Regions from separate parts of the Capsicum annuum genome. Here region 2 is linked to region 1. Evidence: chromatin contacts called from public Hi-C data. All regions are on one chromosome and are shown on one strand. The core of a region is the stretch at or near the end of the contact, and the rest is flanking DNA. Distances in the headings are between cores, read along the strand shown.

Evidence for each region. A called contact is a pair of places that touch in the nucleus more often than the background predicts.
Region 2: a contact with region 1 is called in a Hi-C map of leaf, with 2.3 times the contacts expected there. The contact joins the promoter of LOC107858586 here to the enhancer-like site in region 1. A contact is called at or near these places in 2 of 5 Hi-C or Micro-C datasets (leaf and placenta).

The regions. Positions count from the first base shown.
Region 1 is chr2:78,400,791-78,408,437 of UCD10Xv1.1, reverse strand. It overlaps LOC107858587, which reads right to left. Exons shown (of 4, transcript XM_016703317.2): 4 at 4,835-5,144. The coding sequence ends at 5,132. Among protein-coding and RNA genes, the nearest start is that of LOC107858587, 27 kb to the right of the region's middle. Within about 2 kb of position 4,632, at least 2 of the 5 cell types and tissues checked have an H3K27ac peak or open chromatin away from gene starts, as enhancers often do. A contact at or near this core is called in leaf, where this site is marked.
Region 2 is chr2:78,438,884-78,446,530 of UCD10Xv1.1, reverse strand. LOC107858586 (14-3-3 protein 4) reads right to left here and starts at 3,144. Exons shown (of 5, transcript XM_016703316.2): 1 at 2,870-3,144; 2 at 745-1,247; 3 at 541-663. The coding sequence starts at 1,224.

The DNA.
Region 1 (7,647 bases), core at 3,383-5,882:
TACACGGAAAAACTAACCTTGGGGTTAGTAACTTTTCCATAAATAGGCATACACAATATATGGTAAAGTAAGTATTCACTATATATGGTAAAGTAGACATTCACTATATATGGTACATTTATAACACTTCCCCTTGAATGTCTAATTGATAGGTAATGTGCCTCGTTAAAACCTTACTAGAAAAAATCAATGGAAAAAAATCTAGTGAAGGAAAAAGAGTACATATCTCTAACAATACGCATATAAGCTGCCTCATTAAAAACTTTACAAGAAAAATCTAGTGGGACAAAACCTCATAAGGGAAAAAGAGTACAACGCGTATTAACTCCCCCTAATGAGAACATCCTTGAACCTTTGCAGTGCATCGTTTTCTTGAAAGTTGCAATTGGAGGGGACTTGTTGAATAAATCAACCAAATTGTAACTTGAACGAATATGTTGCATGTTAACATCACGATTCTTATAGCTCGTGTATATAGAAAATCTTTGACGAAATGTGCTTCGTTCTATCTCCTTGAATCCTCCCTTAAGTTGAGTTGTGCATGTTACATTATACTCATAAAAAAATTATGGGTACTTTATCACATTTCAAACCATAATTTTTGCGAATGAGATATATCATGGACCTCAATCATACACATTCTCGGCTTGCTTTATGAATAGCGAGTTAGCATGGTTCGATGAAGTGACTAGATAAACTAATTTGTATATCTCTAAGATATGACAGTATCCCCACATGTGAACACATTGCATGTTTGAGACCAAGATTTATGTGGGTTAAATAAATAACCAGCATAAGCATAATCAACAAGATCAGAACTACATTCTTTAGAATAAAATAAGATCATGTTGATCCCATTTCGATGTCTCTTAGTAGGAGAAGAACTATACCTTGCTAATAAATTAGTTGAAAAGGCTATAACAGGCCTTGTGGTATTTACAAGATATATTTTGTCAAGTGACAATATTCAACATTTTCATGTGTGACATCTTCAAGCGTGTGGATTACAAATCAAATAAGTTTTCACTTACCAAGATGCATCCTTTAATGTTATTTGATAAATGTTTCTACGTCAGCATGCTTAAATAAATGTAGAATTCGAATCCTCGTAATCTTTCACAATATTGTACCAATATTTGATCTAAGATATTGATGATATATCATTTCGTATTGGTTCACAATGCGACACAACATTTTGAGATCTCATCATTTCATTATTTTTAGGTACCTGAACCTCTCATAAATTTCATGAAATGTTATGTCGTAGGCTCTTCAAGAGCACATTGCCTTCTTATTATGATTATTTGCTCCTTATACGTTTCAAGAATTATTTTATTTAGAATCGATTGGTCTATCACGCTTCACGCATGCAAGACTTTGTCCTTTTGAGACACAAAATAGGAGCACTTGCAGCTTAAATATGAGATGCTTTCGGCATTTGACTTGAATTATCTTTTGAATGAGGATCTGTTGATAATTTCTAATATATTCATAACTGTTTATAATCTCCCCCTTATGTTAGGAAAACTAACATACATCCTCTATTTTATTTGAGGAATCCATCTTTGTGCATCATGGTATATCCATTAATCGTATACCACACATCAACTATTAGATGAAATAGTTGGTTCATGACCTTGAACCAATTGACAGGAAAGAAATAATCATAATTTATTAGTCTAATGCATACAAGTGTATGCAACATATCATATTTCAGACCAACAAATAAAGTTTTGTTCTCATCAGCAATGGTTTAGCTATTTATTGAAGGCATTCAATGCCAAACCATTTTCATCAAGATGAATTGTCTTGAATGCACAATCTGAAAGTTATGCTCTTAACTTAATTTTGTTGAGCAAACAACTTTATGAATGTCAAACTATAGGTTGACAATAAATGTACATGTGATTATCTTATTGATGCATCTTTTCAACATATCACATGAAAGGTGAGCGAGCCCTTATTCACTTTTTATATTTTTCAGATTTTGAGGGATCCAATCTAATAATTAGTTGGTCCAACCAACTTATCATGAGAACAAATAACATGAATAATTCTTGAAGAATTTTCTAATCTTCATTACATGTTCAATACTCAATATGCATATCTTCGGGATGTCATAATCGTTCATGTCAACTTATGAACTTTTATTCTAGCAAACTCCAAGTTTACCATGACATGTACCTTTTTACTTTAGTAAATTTCAGATTTACTATTACATGAATAAATTTCAGATTTACTACTTTAGAAGTAGATTTCAAAAAACTCTTCTCGGTTATTCTGCCTTATTCGGAGGTGAGTTGTGAAGCTATCACAATTAAGTTCACGTTTGCTGATAAGTTTTACTAAATATCATCACATTTACCCAGGAAATGGATCTATGCTTATAACAATTTAAATTCTCATTCCCATGAATGAAATATAATCGTGTCTTAAGCCTATCAAATTGACAGCTTATAACCTCTTTTATGATATTACTACTTCAGGAGCAAATCGAGGCATACATATGATCTAGAGAAATTTTCTCTAACATATCTTATGATCATAATGTGCGTGTGAAAATATCATCACTTTTGATGATCATTATCATATTTTTCCTCAACGCGTATATTCGTGCATTCAATCACTCGTCTTCTTTCAGACATATTATGCACTGCTATCACATACACTTCAAGAATGAAGTAAGTTGTCATATTTCAGACTTATCATATATTGCTATCACATTCACTTCATGGAATGAAACATATTCGATGGGATATATTTCATGACTTTTCATTAAAAATACATTATTTTGCCTTAGCCATCATAATATCATCAGTATGATGCATTAAGATTCAAACTCAACGTCTTACCTATATAAAGACGTCTTAGGCATAAATCAACAGGACTTGAACCCAAAATCTTATTATTATAATGTACAAACTCAATGTCTTATTTATATTCATATGAAGGCGTCGTAGGCCACAAATCTATAGGATTTGAACCCAACATCTTATTTTCATGATGCATGCATCCATATTGTGCTTTTGAGAGGATGACCATTTTCAAGACTATTCCACAAAACAAGTGGATCCTTAGTAATAATGTATTCAATTTTCATAATTTTGTCAAAATAATGACGCAAGAAAATCATAATCTTAGCACAATTTTGATTAGATGCTGTATTTTCTTTCTTTATGGCGTCTCCAAGACCTATAGCATCTAAGTGAATTTCAAGCATTCAATACCCATGAAAGGTAGTTCTTGCTCGAGGCAATGAACTCAAATTTTGTAAGATTATTAACAATATAAAAAGAAAGAAAATAATACCTTAGCCTTCAAATTTGAGACGGCAAAGTCTCGTGCTGATAACGTGTTATAAACTAATAAAGAATAAAGAAGAAGAGTAGAGAAAACAGAGAGAATATTTGTTATTTCTCTTTTAGGGATGAATTACAATGAAGGAAAACCACTTTATTTATAGGGGAAAACTAACCTTGGGGTTTGTAACTTTTCCATAAATAAGCATACACAATATATGGTAAAGTAGGTATTCATTATATATGGTAAAGTTGACATTCACTATATATGGTACATTTATAACAGAAAGTTTTATTTTTAAAATATACACGATCTAATTATGGAAATGCGCATACACAAAAAAAATTAAGTTAAATAAGATAAAAGTTTTATTTTTAAGAATAAATAGTTAAAGCTTGTAAAGTATATATATATATATATATATATATATATATATATATATATAAAATAAGATGGAGGGTATTTTGGTAATCAATTAATTTATTATTAGAAATTATATCATGCATATTACTTTGAATACAACAAACCAAATACTCAATAAAAAATAATCCTAGCATAACTAATCCCAGTATAACTACTTTCCCAACCAAACGACGAAAGTACCAAGAATAATTTGTTCAAATGGACCAATCAATAAAAAAATCTAAAAATTACACAAATACACAACTTATGTTTTCAATATTACAAAAAATCCCAAATCCCTAAACATATTACAAAAATCCCACATATACACAGAATGCCATGTATATGTCGACTATGTTATGTATATTAATAGGGAGAGAGAGTAAAGTAATTAAAAAAATGGGAGAAATTGTAATTACTTTTAAAAGGTTGGTATTTATGTTATTTATAAAAAAAAAAAAAAATCGTTACGACAATTTGTTACTAAAGAGACTTAAAGCAAACGCATAACTTTACAAAACTAAAAATAGAATATGCTTAGTTCAATACTTATAAGGGAATACAATCGCAATTGTCCTTTTATGCTATGAACTCCATTTTATTTTCATCTTCTTTAGATTATTTTCTGATGGAGGAGGATAAAGATCAAGTACATTTAGCCATTTAGGTCTTTGGTGGTACTTTCACCTAAGGATTATCAGCCATGATATAGATCTTTCCTATGTTTTCTACTTGCACTTTTATCTTTGTGAAAAAGGGCAAATTCGAGAGGGCCTACTTCAATTCCATCTGCAGCTAATTTGAATATAAAACAGGGAAGCAAGTCTATTGAAATTGCAACTCATAATATACATGACTGGCTATGACAATCTGTTCAAATCTAGTGAATCTTGAAGATGATCATCTATTAGATTCTAATTTCAAAGTACTCTACACAAGGAAAAAAATTATAATGCATAGAACAAAAACAAGCACAGGGCATATAAGGGCAGCCACTGAATTTAATCCACAACTCATTTTAAAATAGCACAATAAATAGAGACAGGCCAAAGTCATGTGCTTTCGTCATCTATTAAGTTCGTCATTGACAGAGCTATCAACTCAAAACACACACAAAAAAAAAAAAAGAAGAAGAAGAAAAACCTTCACAAATTGATAAGATAATTTCAAAGCATTCATCACAACAATTTAAAAGTTCCAACTTGAATCTCTGCTTGATCATTTGAACTATTACGTCAAGTGTCATCTACTGATAAAGAATAAGAAAAGAACAGCAATGTGCTTTTCTGATAAGATGAATTCATACAAAGCCACCTATATCCATGGCACAACAAACAATTTCAACAACCTTACAAGTTAAACACCAAAAGAGGCATACATATTGCTTAGTTATGGGCCAAGAATAACGCTCGACACAGCTGATGATCTTTCACCACATTTGCCTGAGACAAGAAAATTATCAATCATATGAGTAGGAACCAGCTTATAACAACTGGTGCAAAATAATGAAAATATTTTCCCAGAACCCATAAAATACAGAAAACCATAACATGGAGTTCTAACAAAGTCACACATTGTATTCCCAATTAATTACAGAAGTAAAAGGCCTAGACAGGAAAGAAAGAGAATATTAGTGTTGCACATAAGATCATTTGGTCATAAGAAAGAGATACATTAATTTTGAATAAAGGCATTTCTCAACTCATTTAACCTGTCAGCAAGAGAAAGAACTTGCAGTAAACTAACAGTAATGAGCACAAAGTGGCAGATTTCAGGTTAACCTATAACAGATAAATATCACAACCAAATCAAATGAAGTAGTTTCAAACTCCTTTTTATGGACAGAATTCAAAATAAATTAAGATTCAATTAAATAACATTGGTCAAGGGTCCCGGTAGAGCAAAACTGAAAACCAACATTGATTTCCAAACCAGTGATCACCGCCCTCCTAACTTTATTTCTCTCACCAAACAGTAATAATGTTGCGGTCGCTTCAGTCATTTTTCTTCAACCCAGGCTCACCTGTAGTATGCCATCTTAGCCTTAATTTCCTGGCCTCCCTTACCATTTCTTTCTTCAACCACTTAGTTATAACAATCAAAAGGTTCTTACTTTGCCACCAGAATTTATAAAAACAACCCTCCTACCCAGAGATAGTGTTAAAGAAAGCTAGGCCCCTTACTGATGCTCTCATTCAAGACAGGCAAATTACAGATGTAACTTTGATTGCTACTTTAGTTCTTGATTGGAACCTAAAAAGTAAGGAAGCATGTGTTTTTTGAAAGTTGGATCATAGAGAAAGCTTTTGTTCAACTCAATTGGTCATATCTTATCTCTACTTCAAGGAAAATCAGGTTTGGTGATAGGTTATCAGATAGATCAAGTTCACAGTGTTGGTTAACAGATCTCTAGTGGAATTTAAAGATTCTTACGCAGGGAACTCTCTCACCATTCCTCTTCATCTTGGCTATGGATGGACTTAACCAAATGTAGGATGAAGTAGTCCAAATCAGTGTTATAAAAAGCGCTCACCACGTTGCCAATGGCGAGGCATAGTCGCCTCTTGTTGTAGTGGCATTGAGGCAGGTGACACGGCGAGGCGACAATGGCGTCGCCTTTTTTTCTTTTTTAGAGTTTTAGGGATAAAAGGCAATTTTAGGTCTTATTTTCCTATTTTTGGCTCTACTAGCTTACTCGATTAGCGACTGCGGCTGCTACCATCTACCATCTCACAAGTTCGACTTCGACTCCGGCTACTCCGGTAAGTACTGATTTCTATTATTTTTTTTCTTTCTTCTTCTTCTTACTCCGGTGACTCAACCGGTGGTTTGGCATACTGTTTTTTTTTTCCTCCTCTTTTTCTCTATTTTTCTTCCTCTATAACAGTAATATAGTGTTACAGTGTTACTGTAACAATAAGCATAAATGTATTATGTAAAAAAATCTTTTTTTAGTAACTTATATAACATAGTAATATACTAATTAAATGACTTGATCATTAACAACTATTTCAATTTCAACGGTGTCTCAATCTACTAGTAGCAAACAAAGGGACATTGGATGGAATTATGGTACACAAGGACCATCAAAAGATGTGGTGATATGCAATTTTTGTCGACGTACTATCAATGGTGGTATTAAAATGTCAAGATATGTCAAACTTGTCTGGCAAATATTAGAGATAAAGTAAAGGCATTTGTAGATTGCAAAGCCGCGACAAATCTAAAGAATCAAAGATATATGCCATCGTATAATATTGTTGTTGATGATGATAATATGAATGAACATGACGAAATGATGCCTCCCTCCAAATCTCAAAGAATTGTCTTCGAGTGGTAGTTATCATCCTCGGCACGAGATGTGACAAAAGGTCTTATTAATAGTTTTTTTCTACAAAAGCCACAACACAATACAAACTTTGAAAAGGCGGGAGTAGGAGGAGATCGGGGAATTGATGACACAAAAAAGATCTTAAGGGAGCAGGTGGCAAATGCTTTTGCGGTATGGATGTATGATGCAGGCCTGCCATTGAACTGTGTCAATTATGATCCATTTGCTAACTTCATAGAAGCGGTAGGACAACATGGCCCGGGAATGGAGCCACCTACCAATCATGGCGTTAAGAGTTACTCAATTAAAGAAAGTTCATGAACTTGTCGAGAAGTATAAGGTGCAATGACAAAAATATGGTTGTTCTATTCTGATGGATAAATGGATAAAACACACAATGGAAAAATGATCATTAATATTTTGGTGAATTATCCGATAGGTAGTATCTTTCTAGGTTCAGTTGATGCTAGCAATGAGTCCACCACTAACACTAAAATGTACAACTTGTTTGAGAGGACAATTGAGGAAATTGGACCAGAAAATGTTGTTCAAGTTGTAACTAATAATGCCAGTGAGAATGTGAAAGCGGGAGAGCTTATGAGTGTTGTGTACCC
Region 2 (7,647 bases), core at 1,895-4,394, 40 kb before region 1:
CTAGTAGTAACATACACTCACAAACCAGAGACACCCGCCACACCCAGACCCTCTTGACTAGGGGCTCCTACCTGGCTCCTACCTATGGACACAGTCCTAGGATTACTAACCCCGCTATCCCTTCCAGTTTGAAAAAAGGAGAATAATTGCACAACACGAATAGACAAAGCACTTCACTCCAATCTTCAGTCACGAAAAAGCATGTACTGCTGCTAGCTACTATCAGAAAAATGGCACGCATAAATCAATCATTCAAATATAAAAGAATATTTCTATCGCTCGAACATCATACACCAAGCTTCGTCATCATTATGAGACATCAAAGCTAAAGGCGATTCCCGATCGAAACGTACATGCAAGCTTAAAGTAGTACAAGCATGTTTTCCTTCTTTTATAAAGATATTGGTATAATACAGATAAACACATTTTCCATAGTCAAGAATGACAAATCAACTATAAGAACTGGGAAGATAGTCCAAGTTAGCTTACTAGAGAGAGAGTAATTCAAGTCAAAGAACCAACAAAAGCAGAGAATATTACCTGTTTCGCAAGGTTACAAGCACGATCAGGCGAGTTGAGTATTTCATAATAGAACACTGAAAAGTTAAGGGCAAGTCCCAGCCTGATTGGGTGAGTAGGAGCCAGTTCAGCCAAAGCAATATCCTACAACAGAACGCATTAAAGAAAATCAGAATCATTGATTACAAGGAGAAAAACTGACAGTGCTCACCATAGATCACCTACCTGAGCAGACTTGTATGCCAATAAAGTGTTCTCAGCGGCTTCTTTCCTCTCTGCCCCAGTTTTAAACTCAGCCAGGTACCTATGGTAATCACCTTTCATCTTCAAGTAAAAAACTTTGGACTCAGCTGTTGAGGCCGATGGAATTAAATTGGACTCAAGGAGGCTCAAAATTCCATCACAGATCTTGCTAAGTTCAGCCTCAATTTTGCCTCTGTATTCTTTAATAGTGTTGACATGGTCTTCATTACCGCGGCTCTCCTCCTTTTGCTCAATTGAAGAGATTATCCTCCATGAGGCTCTTCTTGCACCAATCACATTTTTGTAGGCCACAGAAATAAGATTCCTTTCCTCAACAGTCAGCTCCTCAACATCTACTGTCTTTGCAACCTTCTCCATAAACTCAATCATTTCCTCGTATCGCTCAGCCTGCTCAGCCAGCTTGGCCAAGTACACATTTTCTTCACGCGAAGATTCAGCCATTTTTGTTGTATATGAACTAACACCTGATTCAACAAAATAAAGGTAATTCAACATCACAAGCCGGATGCCACAAAACATGCATTCATAAACAGTTAAACTGCAACTTCAGGATCTATCACCATTCTCCACTATTAATTTCAAGTGAACTGAAATATTGGCAGTGTGGTTCAACACCCCGTGAACTATATTTGAGACAGTTAATTCCTATGAGCTTTGCTCAGGTTTCCCATATTAATAAGGGGGTAATTATTAAGAAACTCATTTTCTCAAACCATAGAATAATGGCTAACCATTCTGCTACTATTCCAAATATAGATAGGTTTTCACTTCTCAACTAAAATTAAAAGAGGTGGTCGACTTAACTAGATCTGAGCCTTTAAATTATAAAGTGCACACATGTTCTTTATTTAAGCCTACACTGGAAGAAACTGATGAGTAACAAATGTTACGCGAAAGAGACCAATCTAATGAATATCATAGGAAACTGCAAAAGGCCCTTCAGAGTGGGTGTGATGTGTACTGTTGGATATTAAAAGAATCTTCATTGAGAGGAGTAACTCCTCAGATACTGGTTAAGGGAGTGTTTGTGCAAAGTCATACCACCTCCAAGGGTTAAGGGGAAACCACTACTTATTCTTTAAGAAAATCACAGATATTTAAAAAAGAATACTTCAAACACACACAATTCACATTTTTTATTCAGGACATAAAATGCTATTTCATTTTTTCTAAATGCAGAAACAGGCCATGAGTATTTAGTAAAGACTGATATGAAGGTGTTACCTCATGAGTATTTTCAAGTGAAATATTAGTCTCTACTCACCAATCTTCACAAACTTATTTTTCCAAATTAAGTTCATGTCAAACACACAACATCAACTTTCACAAAATCTCCCACAATTTTAATTTTAAATACTCTTCTCTTTCCTTTTTTTTTTTTTGTTACTTAAACTAACGCTTAACCAGTAACCGATCTACGGATACTTTATCTTTGTCTTCAGTGTGTTTTTGTTCTTCATTGAAATAGCACTTCAAATAAATGGTGTGAAATCACAAAGATATAAAATCGATTAGGTTCTGTTTCATTTCTCCACTTTCCTCGCTTACTATATGAAATCTCTATACCTAGGGTCGTTTGGTACACCGGATAGGATAATTACGAATATGACTATTTTATCCCACCCTCCATATGGGATAGTAATAATGGTGGGATAAAATAGTCCCGGGCTTTGTTAATACCTCATATATCAAACTTGGGATAAAGTCAATCCCAAATTTTATCTCGGGGTTATTTTCCTCATCCAGTGTACCAAAAGACCACTAAAAATCAGAGTAAAACTTAGAAAAAACTAACAATAACAATAAGCACGAAGGCCTTTACCCTTGTTATACAGTGATAAGTAATTAATTATGAACGGACTAAATGACTAGATTCTCCGGCAACGCTAGCTAAGCTAAGAGTATTTGTTCCCTTCGAATAAATGTATTAATGAAATGGATCAAAATAAATTCAGATTTAAAGGAATCAGTTGGTCAAAGTTTTCAGATCTGCAGTTACGAAGAACGGAGCATCGAAGCAAAAAAGGAAAGATCGACTATAAATCATCAATAATAAAATGGATTTGTGAAAAGGAGCGGAAAGTACCTGGTTGATGTAGCTAGCGGATTGGGGGGTTATCTGATTCTCTTGCAATCACGGAAGAAGAAAGCAAACGAGAATTGTGAATTGTGTTTCCTTATATAAAATTAGATGAATTAGATGATGTAAGACCTAGTAGCGTGCAAAAGGGTTGTTTGGCCCTAGTGGCGAGACAGGTTTTCAAATGCAGTTTTAAGCCAAAAAAAAATAAAAAATTGGTGAGGGATGATATCAATTAGGCTTTTTCGCCATGTTTCATTATAAAAGAATTTTTGTAATATATTTAGATAGTTGAGATTTTTTTGTAATATTGAAAACATAAATTGTGTATTTATGTAATTTTTAGTTATAAAAAGGAAAAAGGACATAGCATAACCATTTTTTTTAAAAATGGTCCATAATTGAAAAGGTGGACATGCTATAGTCAATCGGTTAAAGTAATTCCCTTTTTTAGCCATTTGATCCAATTGGGCACGTGCAGTCTCTATACTCAATTGATACACTTTTATACCACATTGATACACTTTTATACTATATTGATACACTTTTTAAAAAAGAGAAAGGAAATTTTATGCAAACAGAAGCAGTCTCTATACCCAATTAATATTTTTTATAACATATTAATACACTTTTATACTACATTAATACACTTGCAGTGTCCATATACTCAATCAATACTCTCTTATACTAGATTGATACATTTTTAGAATGCATGTAGAAACTATATAAAGTCGTATAAAATATGTATCTAGATAATAATTGTAGTTAAAAATTGTATAGAATATGTATAAAAATGCTATAATTATTATATAGAATATGTATATGTATAGAAACTGTATCATTATTATATAACTATATATCTTTAACAATTGTATTATATCAAAAGTACATGATATTGTATTTTATTGTATAAATAAGTAAAACTAAACAAAAAAAATAGTATGTTATTTTAATAATGTTATATCACTTAAAAAAGATTGTCATGTAAATGGTTTAGAATAAAACTTATAAATCTACCTAAAAGTTCAGTTGAATTGTCCAACGTCTACTTTGACTTTTGAAAGTGAAATGGATTAAACTTTGCATTATTTAAAAAGAAAAGGAGCCAAAAAAATATGGACCCATTAAAGATGAAACTATGTTGAAGTAGAGCTGCTAGCATATCTGCTAGCGTTATCAAGTAGATTTGGTTGAAATGGTTAGTTAGCTCATACTATGTTAGAAAGAATAAGTTGCAGAAGTGTGTTTTGAGATCGTTCGGCTCAGTACACAAGACTGAAAGGGCCAAATTGTGATGCTTAATGCCTATTTACTGGGTTTTTAAATTTAGGTGCTAGTTTTGTGGAATTATTTTAGTTTTAGGTGTTATTTTTGTCCTTTACCCTTATAAAAATTACTTCAAACTAGATAATGAAGGACCGTTTTACGGGCTCAATATTACAGTTTTATATGTATTTATCAGCATTAATTAGTTAATAAAAAAAATTAAATTAATGTTTTTAAATAAATACGATAGAAAATGATAATAGAGATCATACTTTAAAAAAACTATATATTTTTATTTTTCTAAAATCAAATAATAGCTTACAATTTATTTAAATTGCCCTAGTTAAAATTAAAATATAATATGCTTTAATGCTTATTTTAACATCAGGTCAAACACATTTTTTTAATTAAATAACTAATTTTAATATTTTTATTTTCCAATTTTATTTGAAAAGTATGCAAGAGGAAAAATTAAAATTATAAGTGTCAGTACATGAACATTTTTTTATAATATCTTACGAGCAATATTTTCTTAAAGTATAGTTTGTTTACCTTATATGCCATATAATTAAAAAAAAATAGCGTATTTATATTATGGAGATAAGAGATTGTTTTCATACATATAAATACATTATATATTCATTTTCATAATAAATGAAATAAAAAATACTAAAGATACATTATTGATAGTTGAAAATTATCTATAAAAATAGAGCGCAAATCAAATTAATACTGATGGAGTTAAAATTTTATTAGAGAGATTTTAAAAAAAAAGTTATTTAATGTTAGTTTAAAGAAATTTTACATGCAAGTTAATTTATCTATTATATGGTACTCTCTTCATTTCTTTTTATTTACTCTATTTGAATTAGACACACACTTTAATAAATCTCTTACTCCTATAAAATTAAAAGTAATTTTACTAACATACTCCTGATTAAAGTTTATACCTCTTTCCAAATCAGTAATTATCAGATTTATTGAACAAAGGCATAATCGGGAGATTTTGTTCAAACTATTTTTGATAAATTAAAGGAGCAAATATTAGGAATATAAGCACAACACAAATGGAGCAAATAAAAAGAAATGGATGGAGTATTATATATCCTATTTTTAAGATCAAAAATCTTATTTTTTATGAAAGCTTACATATAAATATATTTATATAATATAGCAAAAGTTTCTTACACTGACCATTTAATGTACTTCAATTTCTTTTCAAAAATTTATCTCTTAAATATCTATTTTGCGAGTTGACATGCACGTCAATTGTGATTACACCTACAATCCATAAGTGAATACAAAAATCATGCGTTCAAAAGCCTTATATGAATATTGTAATTCTTTTTCATTTCTAGTAAAATATTTATAGATTAATTTAATGATATTTTGTAAAATTATTTGATAATGAACAAAAAAATTATATTTAAATAGGTTAATAACTTTAAATTTTAACCCGCCAAGTTCATCCGTGGTAGTATTTTTTGGGTAGAAATCCAATATATTAGAGGCTTGAAGTATTAAAAATTTCGACGGAGTTAGAATTTTCACTTAGAAAGTTTAAAATATAAGAAAATAAATATATGAAGAAAAAATTCAATATTTACCACATAAAAATAAAAAATAGTATGGTGCTATATAAATAATTTAACATTTCGTAAAAGGAGATTCAGATAATAAATTTAAATTTATTTAAAATATCACTTCATAAATAATGTGTTTGAATAAGTTGGGACTTGAAAGTAAAAATGTTGTTAGCCACATGGTCCCATTGAAAAAATGTAAACACATAAGCTAGAAAAAAAATGGCTAATGAAATTCTTTGTTGATATGATTATTGACTAATGATTGTAACATTTAGATGTGAAATGACATTTATGCTATTTAGGAATATAAGCCAACACAAATAAAGCAAATAAAAAGGAATAAATGGAGGATTATATATCTTATTTTTAAAATTACAAATCTCATTTTTTATGAAAGCTTACATATAAATATATTTATATAATATAGTAAAAGTTCTTTACACGGACCATTTAATGTACTTTAATCTCTTTTAAAAAAATTATCTTTTAAATGTCTGTTTTGCGAGTTAACATGGACGTCAATTGTGATTATACCTACAACACGTAAGTGAATACAAAAATTGTGTGTTCGAAGCCTTATATGAATATCACATATGTAATTATTTTTTATTTCTTCTAAATATTTATAGACTGACTTAATGATATTTTTTGTAAAATTATTTGATAATGAACAAAAATATATATTTAAATAGCTTAACAACTTTAAATTTTAACCCACTAAGTTCATGCGTGGTAGTATTTTTTTGGCAAAAAACTAAAATATTAAAATCTTGGAGTATCAAAAATTTCGACGGAGTCAGAATTTTCACTCAAAAAGTTTAAAATATAAGAAAATAAATATATGAAGTAAAAATAATCAACATTTACCACATAAATATAAAAAAATAATTTTAGTTCTATATAAACAATTTAATATTTTGTGAAATAAAATTCAAATTATAAATTAAAGTTTATTTAAAACATTACTTCGTAAATAATGTGGTTGAATAAGTTGGAACTTGAAAGTAAAATTATTGTTAGCCATATAGTGGGTCCATTGAAAAAAATGTACGCAAAAAAGCTAGATAAAAATGGCCAATGAAATTCTTTGTTGATATGATTATTGACTAATGATTGTATTATTTGATAAGGAACAAAAAAAATTATATTTAAATAGGTTAACAACATCAAATTTTAACCCATCAAGTTCATGCGTGTTAGTATTTTTTGGAAAAATAACTAAAATATTAGAAGCTTGGAGCATTGAAAATTTCGATCGAGTCAGAATTTTTAGTCAGAAAGTTTAAAATATAAGAAAATAAATAAATATATATATATATATATATATATATAAAATCAACATTTACTCCATAAAAATAAAAAAAATTTTGTTCTATATAAACAATTTAATATTCTGCCAAAGGAGATTCAGATTATAAATTTAAATTTATTTAAATTATTACTTCACAAATAATGTGGTTGACTAAGTTGAGACTTGAAAGTAAAAATGTTGTTAGCCACATGTCACGATCCAAATGGCCATGAGTGACACCTACATTAACCTTCCTGTGGGAGAACTATCCAAGTCAAACCATTACCCAATCACTTAGTCAATATTAAAATAATATTTTCATAAAACCATCTTAACAATAATAATCTGGGATTAATCATCAGTAGCGCGGAAACCAAACAATCTACTAACTGAAATTCCCAAGACCCGAAAGTCATCGTACAATAACTACTAACAAAGATCATATCTAAAGAGATATCCCAAAATAAAGTAAATAAAGAATGTTGAATTGCCCGAAAGATGGACAAGAACAAATAAGATGACCCATGAAAGCTTGGAGACGGAGTGTTCACTCTTGGATCAAGATCTGCTATCAAACTCTAGAGGTGAGATCATGTATGAGCCTCTAGAACAATTTTTGCACTCAACAAAAGAAGAGTACA